Regions from separate parts of the Canis lupus genome. Here region 1 is linked to region 2. Evidence: chromatin contacts called from public Hi-C data. All regions are on one chromosome and are shown on one strand. The core of a region is the stretch at or near the end of the contact, and the rest is flanking DNA. Distances in the headings are between cores, read along the strand shown. Region 1 holds the start of LRCH1 (leucine-rich repeat and calponin homology domain-containing protein 1). Region 2 holds the start of ESD (S-formylglutathione hydrolase).

What was found. Hi-C and Micro-C count contacts between places; a contact is called where the count stands out from the background.
Region 1: a Hi-C map of blood shows a contact between it and region 2, with 2.4 times the contacts expected there. The contact joins the promoter of LRCH1 here to the promoter of ESD in region 2. A contact is called at or near these places in 2 of 9 Hi-C or Micro-C datasets (both in blood).

What each region holds. Positions count from the first base shown.
Region 1 is chr22:4,745,984-4,750,547 of UU_Cfam_GSD_1.0, reverse strand. LRCH1 (leucine-rich repeat and calponin homology domain-containing protein 1) reads left to right here and starts at 2,571. Exons shown (of 19, transcript XM_038569532.1): 1 at 2,571-3,041. The coding sequence starts at 2,723. LOC119865121 (a long non-coding RNA gene) reads right to left here and starts at 1,723. Exons shown (of 3, transcript XR_005375979.1): 1 at 1,605-1,723; 2 at 692-1,285; 3 at 71-537.
Region 2 is chr22:4,506,053-4,510,538 of UU_Cfam_GSD_1.0, reverse strand. ESD (S-formylglutathione hydrolase) reads right to left here and starts at 2,716. Exons shown (of 10, transcript XM_038569525.1): 1 at 2,590-2,716.

The DNA of each region.
Region 1 (4,564 bases), core at 1,322-3,821, 240 kb before region 2:
AAGGCCAGTAAGGAGAGGAGAAGGGGGTTAGTTTTCGAAGGTGATACAAGTGTGCTTTTATTTACTATTGTTTTTGTTTTCAAGCCTGGTTTTTATTATTTATTTTATTATTTATTTATTTTTACAAGCTATAAAAAATAGACTGCCTGCAAGCACTAAGACCATTTACAATGTGCATAAGATTCTGTGCATGAATTTGTATAAAACTGTATGAGTATTTCTGTGTGCATAATACAGAAACATTAGTTTTAAAAGAAGCTAAGAGCTTATGGAACAAAGGATAGCAATGAGAATGAGACTAGCTTAGGCGTGGAGCTGTGTCAAACGATTGTCTGAAACACAATGACAATCTATTTTTCTTTTTTTAATTGGAGTTCAATTTGCCAACATATAGCATATCAAGCCCGGTTTTTAAACGTCTGGGAGGTTGAGGGGATAATAGAGGTTGGTGAGAGAGGAGGTTTGGGGGGAGGAGGAAGCCAGCAGGTGGCGCTTGTCTCCTCCACCAGATCAGCACATTTGACTCCGCCTAGAATCCTGCAGGAAGGAAGGGCCACCGTGCATGCAGTCAACGCAAGTGACACACATCAGGTCACACCTCAGTGCCCAGGACATGAAGTCACACTTCCAGCCTGTTGCCCAGGCCATCAGCATCTTTCTGCACCACCGTCTGGGAGCCCGGCTCACCCACCTGCAGGGCTGTAGGATTTTCCCACATGCATCCTCCTGTCTCCCAGCCAAGCCCCCTGGAGTGACCCTGGTGACAGTCACCTCGCAAATGAAGGCCCTGGAGAGCTGGAGCTGCGACTTCAGAGCGAGCAGTGGGGTTTTCTCAGTCCTCAGCTGGTGGGCCCTTTGCTGCCCGTGCTGTGCCAGCCTCTGTCTGGGCAGACCGGGAACTTGCTTTCGCGTCGGTCCCCAGGTCCTTTGGGGGGCAAGCCTCAGCCGCACGGGGACACCGTGCCGGGCTCTGGGCGCAGGCCCAACCTGTGCTGAGTCACCGGCTAGTCGGGGTCACCGGTTTCCTTACCTCGTCTGCACCATGCAACCTGGGGCCCGGGAGGATGGATCCCGTCCAGCACGAGAACCACCCTCATTTACAAAGTCCTTCCTTTCCGTGTCCGTCCCCTCGGCCCTCCCATCGCTCAGAAAACCTTCCACCCGACTCTGCCTTGGTCTCTTTGCCCCCGGGGTCGGGCCCAGGACTATCGGGGACGAGGGCAGCCCTACAGGTGCGAGGGTTACAATCCGCATCCAGCTCCGCCTCTGGCTGCACGGGTGTGACCTTAGACCAAACAACAAATAAGTAAAATAAAATATATTTTTTTAAAAAAAATCTAACTTCCTCTGTAGTCTGGGGGAACCACTTTTCCTCCCACGGACTCCCTGGAATTAATGAGATGATGAACGTAGACTGCTTAGGCCGCCTTGAGTGCTCGCAGGCACCCACATGCGGGGGTGGGGTGGGGGCGGTGGGGGGGGGTGGGGGGGGGGTGGGGGGGGTGGGGTCTGACCCCACCGTGAAGAACGACGGCCTCTTGGGGGGGGGTAGGTGTGCGGGTCAAAGAGCCAGAGTCGTTCGCAGAATTGAGATAACCCGTCACCTCCTCGTGATGTCACTGCACTGGAACCCCCGAGGTCTGCAGCCTCGCCGGCGTCTTCTCGGAGCCCCTAGAAGCCCTCGGCCCCCGTTCTCCCCCCTACCCCCCGCCCCCCGGTACGCTGAGCAGCAAGAGGGAACCCAGAAGCGTGCGGCGCGGAGGGGAAGGTGACCCGGGGGCGGAGCCGGGGGGCGGAGCGGGGCTGGACTGACAGCTCGCAGCAGCAGGAGGAGCAGCGCGCGGCGGCGGGAGGAGGGCGCGGGGGCGGGGCCGGACTGACAGCTCGCAGCAGGAGGAGCAGCGCGGGGGCGGGGCGTGGGCGGGGCGTGGGGCGGAGCCGGGGGCGGGGCGGGGCTGGACTGACAGCTCGCCGCAGCAGGAGGAGCAGCGCGCGGCGGCGGGAGGAGGGCGCGGGGGCGGGGCGTGGGCGGAGCCTGGGGCGGGGCGTGGCTGGACTGACAGCTTGGAGCAGCAGAAGCGCGCGGGGGCGGGGCGTGGGCGGAGCCTGGGGCCGGCGTGGGCGTGGCGTGGCTGGACTGACAGCTCGCAGCAGCAGCAGGAGCCGCGCGGGGGAGCGGCGGGGGCGGAGCCTGGGGCGGGCGGGGGCGGGGCGGGGCTGGACTGACAGCTCGCAGCAGCGGGAGGAGGGCGCGGGGGCGGGGCGGGGGCGGAGCCTGGGGCGGGCGGGGGCGTGGCGTGGCTGGACTGACAGCTCGCAGCCGCAGCCGGAGCCACGCGGGGGCGGGGCGGGGGCGGAGCCTGGGGCGGGCGGGGGCGGGGCGGGGCTGGACTGACAGCTCGCAGCAGGAGGAGCCGCGCGCGGCGGCGGGAGGAGGGCGCAGGCCGGGCGGAGACACATGCGCGCTGCCGGCCGCCGCCGCCGCCGCCGCCGCAGTCCTCGGCTTCCCGGGGACAGGAAGCCTCGGAGCCCGAGCCCGCCGAGCCCGCCGCCCCCGCCGCCCCGCGGCCCGCGCGCCCGCCGCCCCGCCCTCCGGTCCGGCAGGATCCCTCGCCGCGGGGCCCTGCGGGGGCCCGGCCCGCACCGCAGCCTCCGGGTCCCGGGGCCCGGCTGCGACCCCCCCGCAGCAGCGGCGGGGCGGGGTGGGGGGGCCCGCGGGAAGATGGCGACGCCGGGGAGCGAACCCCAGGCTTTCGTCCCTGCCCTGTCCGCCGCTGCGCTGCACCCTCAGCATCACGCCCACCAGCAGCACCAGCACCAGCACCAGCAGCACCACGGAGGCACCGCCGCGGGCAGCGGGGTCGCGGGCGGCGGCGGCGGCGGCGGCGGCGGCGGCTTCAACCTGCCCTTGAACCGGGGGCTGGAGCGCGCGCTGGAGGAAGCGGCCAATTCCGGGGGGCTGAACCTCAGCGCCCGGAAACTGAAGGAATTTCCCAGGACCGCGGCCCCGGGGCACGACCTCTCGGACACGGTGCAGGCAGGTGAGGAGGGCCGAGCGGTGGCCGGCGGTCGCGCCCTCGCCCGGGGGGGTCGGGGGCGCGCGTGGGCGCGGGGAGGCGGCGGCGCAGCGCGCGGGGGGCTGGGGTGCGGCGTCCGCGGGCGCGCGGGCCTCGGGGTCCCCCCCCCCCACCGCGGCGGCCCGGGCCGGGCCTGAGGCTTCCGACCCCGCGAGCCCGGGGTTCGCGCCAGGCGTCGCCCGCCGGGACGGGGACACCCAGACAAAGGGGGCGCCCCCGGGGCCGACCCCGAGGGCAGCGGGCGGTGCAGCCGGGGCCCCGCGACCTCCGGGGCGGCGGGCGGCGGGCGGCGGGCGGCGGGCGGGGGCCGGGCTTCCTCTTCCTTCCAGCCAGCCCGGGGCGCAGCCCCCCCCCCCCAACCCCAACCCCAACCCCTACCCCGGGCCCGGCTCCCGCGTCCGTCCTGCGCCCGACGCCCCCGAGGGCTCGGTGACCCGATCCTTGCGGGGGCGGCGGGAGGGGACGGCTCGGGGCAGTAAAGGCAAAGCCATTAAAGTGAGCCGGTTCTGCTGCGTGAGCCCGGCAAGTTGCGACTCGCGCCCGGGAGCGCGGCTCCCGAGTCCTGCCCTGCGTTGCCCTGTTCCCGAGACGTCTGCTCGCTCCCGAGGGCTGGGGCTGCAGCAGGGGACCTCTGCACGGGAAGGAGGGGCTGGGGCCTTGGGACCCCTGCAGGACGTGCCTGCGGTTCAGCTCCCCACCCCCACCCCAGCAGCTCCCCACCCCAGCAGCTCCCCCCCCACCCCATCAGCTCCCCACCCCAGCAGCTCCCCCACCCTCCCCCACCCCCCACCTCATCAGCTCCCCCACCCCCCTATCTCATGAGCTCCCCCACCCCCTACCCCATCAGCTCCCCCACCCCCACCCCATCAGCTCCCCACCCCATCAGCTCCCCCACCCCCACCCCATCAGCTCCCCACCCCATCAGCTCCCCCACCCCCACCCCATCAGCTCCCCACCCCATCAGCTCCCCACCCCATCAGCTCCCCCCCACCCCATCAGCTCCCCCCCACCCCATCAGCACTCCCCCCCCCCCCCCCCCCCCCCCCCCGCCCCCGGGGAGGGTTGGCAGCTCGGGGAGGGCGCCCAGCCTTTCCCCACACACAGTGGGTGTCCTGCTTTGGGAACCACTGCCCAGACCTCCTGGCTGTCATCACCTCCCGGGCTCAGATGGCTGAGTGGCTAAAGTCTCAGCTCCAGAGCTCCCAGTTTGGAGAAGTAGGGGTGGGGGTGGGGGTGGGGGTGGGGAAGGGAGCAAGGCTTTTTTGGAGCTAGGTCTCCAGTGCTTTTTGTTTCCCACTTCAATCCGGTAAACATTTATGGAGCGACCTAATGAGTATTTGAAAAGAGTTCCAAGTTCACTGGAGGCAAAAAAGGGCTTCTCCAGGGTCATTAAACTTTGCGACTTGTTTGAGGGAGCATCAGGCATCGCCGAAAAAGAGGGAGTTTCCAGAGTTGAGCTCTCAGCAGCTGGGGAGTCTCTTCCTTAG
Region 2 (4,486 bases), core at 1,467-3,966:
CAGAATTTAAATGTCCCGTTGGACCCTTCTACCAAGATATGCCACCAGCTAGTAAAACTAACCACAACTAAAAGTAAGTGTTAGGGGCAACCCAGGTGGCTCAGCGGTTTAGCACCGCCTTCAGTCCAGGGCCTAATCCTGGAGACCCGGGATCAAGTCCCAGGTCGGGCTCCCTGGATGGTGCCTGCTTCTCCCTCTGCCTGTGTCTCTGCCTCTCTCTCTCTCTACATCTCATGAATAAATAAAATCTTTAGAAAAAAATAAATAAAAGTAAGTGTTGGGGCACTTGGGTGGCTCAGTGAGGTGAATGCCCTGACTCTTGATCTCCACTCAGGTCATGAACTCAGGGTTTTGAGATGGAGCCCCACATGGAGCTCTGCACTGGGTATGAAGCCTGCTTAGGATTCTCTTACTCTGTCTGCCCTTCCCCCACTCTCCCCATTCCCAAAATAAATAAATAAAAAATCAATTTAAAATTAAGTGTCGGGGATCCCTGGGTGGCTCAGCAGTTTAGCGCCGCCTTCAGCCCAGGGTGTGATCCTGGAGACCCGGGATCGAGTCCCACGTTGGGCTCCCTGTGTGGGGCCTGCTTCTCCCTCTACCTGTGTCTCTGCCTCTCTCTCTCTGTCTCATGAATAAATAACATCTTTAAAAAATAAAATAAATAAAATTAAATTGTCTATCTCTCACCCTCAAACCATTTTTTCCTTCCTTTTCCTGTCTCTCTTTTCATTCATGCCTGTCTTGCCCAATCTATGTGTGAAATGTCTTAAAGTTACCACCCTGCTTTAAATTTCCACTGCCACCATCCTAATTATACACAAGAAATTAAAACTTAGGCTCCTACTTTGTCTTCTTGTATGTCCCACTAAAATCAATCCTACACGGGAGCCTAGGGCTTTAATACAGGTGACTTACCACTTCACGGATACCTAGACATGTTCCATGGTCAGGCCTGACATGCCTCCGGGCAACTGTTAGTCATTTTGATTTTTTTTTATTTGATTTTTAAAAACTGTGATAAAACATTTGACATAGAATTTACCGTCCTAACCATTTTTAAAGTGTATGATTCAGCGGTGTTAAGTATACTGCCAATTCTAGAAACTTGGTCAGCTTGCCCACGTAACTAGCAGAGAAGAAATCTTGGCCATCTCCATGGGGCAGCTACAAGCATGGAGGGAATCCCGCTGGCCTAGTGAACGTAAGATTTTATTTATTTATTCATGATAGACACAGAGAGAGAGAGAGGCAGAGACCCAGGCAGAGGGAGAAGCAGGCTCCATGCAGGGAGCCCGATGTGGTGGGACTGGATCCCGGGACTCCAGGATCAAGCCCTGGGGCAAAGACAGGCACTAAACCTCTGAGCCACCCAGGGATCCCCACCTTTTTTTTTTTTTTTCAAGTCTGATGCCATCAAAACTTCATGAAATTGAAACGATGAAGAGCTGACAAAGACATAAAGGTGAATAAAACTCCATATACGGGTCAGCCCGGGGGGGAGGGGGGGGGGGCTCAGCGGTTTAGCGCCTCCTTCAGTCCAGGGCGTGATCCTGTGATCCTGGAGTCCCGGGATCGAGTCATCGAGTCCCGCGTCGGGCTCCCTGCGTGGAGCCTGCTCCTCCCTCGGCCTGGCTCTCATGAATAAATAAACAAAATCTTAAAAAAAAAAAACCCTCCATATATACTTTGGTCGCATTTTAACCGTGTATAAGCCATAGTCTCTTTCCCATCATAAAAATCCACCTGGCTAGCCCACATATACATTTTTAAACCACCACGGGCGGGACACTGAGCATCCACGAATCCCAAACACCTTAGCCTGTCTTCAATGGTCCCAGGTTGCTTTTCTGGCCGAAGGTCGTATCATCTCCAGTCTGTCAGCCCCGGCTACGCAGAACCGAGGCACAGCCGGGGGGGGGGGGGGGGGGGGGGGGGGCACGGGGCGGCCTCCGCCAGCGCCGAGGTGTAGCAGGTTCAGAGCTGGTTCTGGGGCCACACCCTCCGGCTCCACCCCGTGCTGCTGCTGCTGCTGCTGCTGCCGCCAAGCCAGGTGATCTTCCTAGGACTCGCTTCCCCGTCTATAACACGGGGATGCCATCCGCTCCAGCCCACAGGGCCGCCCCCGAGATGAGCGGCCTCAATTCCACCCCTGACTGTCACCCGCGGGCCACCGCGCGCACCAACCAACGCTGCTTCTTCCAATTCCAGAGACCTCGGGGCCCCCAGGTGGGCGCGGGCGCCGCCTCCCGGGTGACGTCATCCGGGAGCGACCCCCAGGCGCGCCTGCCCAGGCGGTGACCGCTTTGAGGTCTGGGTCTCACCGCACCGGGTACGCGTGGACTTCGCGCGGCGGCGACCGGCCCAGACGGCCGGGGGGAGGAGCTACGCCAAGTGCAAGGAGCCAAGTAAATGCAGCGGCTCGGAGGCCGCAGGGCAGTCCTATGGGGAAGTTCCGGTAAGGACAGGGGGCCCGGCCGAGGTCCCGGCCGCGGCGCCCGGGATCAGGCCTGCTGGACTCGCCGCGGGCCCCGGCGCAGCCGCGGACACACCGAGGACAGTTAGGACCCTCCCCACACGCGGCCTTACCTCGCGATCGGCGGCGGCGGCGGCGGGAACCCGAGCTGCAGCGGGAGCGGAAAGGCGGGGCCGCGTTATGGCCGCGGGCGCCGACACTGGAGTCGCTCTGCCTCGACCCCGCCCCCGCAGACCCCGCCCACGCTCGGACACGCCCACTTCCGGGCAGTACTTCCGGAGTCCCTGGGGGGCCCTTGGCACCGCCCAGCCTCGGCCCCGCCCCCGCGGAGCCCGCCCACTTCGGGGCACGCCCACTTCCGGATCATACTTGGGTCCCTTTGGCTCCTTGGCAGCAGGGGTCCAGCCTCGACCCTCGCCCCCGCCCACTTCAGGGCAGACAGACCCCGCCCACTTCAGAGCACGCCCACTTCCGGGTCGTGGTTCGTGGGTCCCTTCGGCTCCTTGGCACCGCCCAGCCTCGACTCCGCGCCGATAGAACTCGCCCACTTCAGAGCACGCCCACTTCCGGGTCGTACTTCGTGGGTCCCCTAGGCTCCTTGCCACCCCCAGCCGCGGCCCCGCCCCTTCTGCTCCTTTGGCCCCGCCCAGCCGCGGCCCCGCCCCTCTGCTCCGCGGCCCCGCCCCTTCTCAATGGCCCCGCCCGGTCACTGCCCCGCCCCTTCTGCTCCTCGGCCTCGCTCCGTCTTCTCCTTGGCCCCGCCCAATCAGGGCCCGCCCTTTCTGCCTCTTGGCCCCGCCCAGCCGCGGCCCCGCCCCCACGGTCCCCACCCTCCCTCTGCACCTGCTCCTCCGCCCTAGGGTCACGGGCCTCTCCTCCCTCGGTGGCTGGTGAGGGATTCCTGGCCCGGGACCAGCCAGCGCCGCCCACCCTCTCCCCAGGGGTCAAGGTCTGGCCCCACTTAACTGGTGGAAAACATTTCCAAGCAGGTTTTGAAAGTATTTTAAAACAAGATTATAATACCGCGTCTGGGAGCCTCCATCCCCCAAATCTTTGCAGGTCACCTGCTTAGTAGCTGGAGTTGAACAGGCATCATTTTTATCTTTTATTTTAATTCCGGTGTAGTTACTAACCTAGGGTCACGTTCCTTTCAGATGGGCAGTGTGATGCAACGGCTCATGGACCCACCGCCCATCCGCAGGAAGAGTCCTTTCAAATCTCCAGCGCCGGACACATAGCAGACACACTGCACCCGTGTTCCCTATTCTGAATATAACTTAGTTGAATTAATAGTTGCTGGTTGATAACTTACAGCAAATCTTGATTTTTTTGTTTTTCACTTGATATAATTGAACTGATTGTGCATGTACTTTGGCTTTTGAGAAAATTAAATCTGATCACAAAAAAAAACTTTTTTTTTTTTAAAACCAACAGCTAGACTGAGTGTAAATGATACAATATGAAAGACAGGACTAGTTTCATGGGGGTATAAGCCCAAAAACAGGGTTCATATCTCAGAAGGACCCTGCACTTGGTTTAACTCTCTGCTTGGTGAAATTATTTCCTATTCCACATTGTTAATACTTTTTTTTTTTAACACGGATTTCCCATATTTTCCTATTGCACTGAGCCCTGCAAATCATGTGGCTGATGCTGTTGAAATGACCTCTGTGAGAGGTGACATTATAAACATGGATGCAAGAATCTGTCCCGTGGCCCATTGACCTGTGGACTGACCTACCCTGTGGGCCGAACCTGTGGACCTGCAGATCGATTGAGACTCAGTCCAAAAATAATGTTTATCTAATCAAAATAAAGATTGTATTCTGAGAAACTATTGAATTGAAAATTTCTTTCCACTTTCTATTTTAAATATAAATCACTGAAAAGGGAATTTTCTTCAAGCTGAGTTTCACAACTAAGATAGCATACCCAGGTTTGCAAGTTATTTGATGGAAAATATTTGAAGAAGGTTAGAAGGTGTTTATTTAATAAAATGATTGTTGTGGG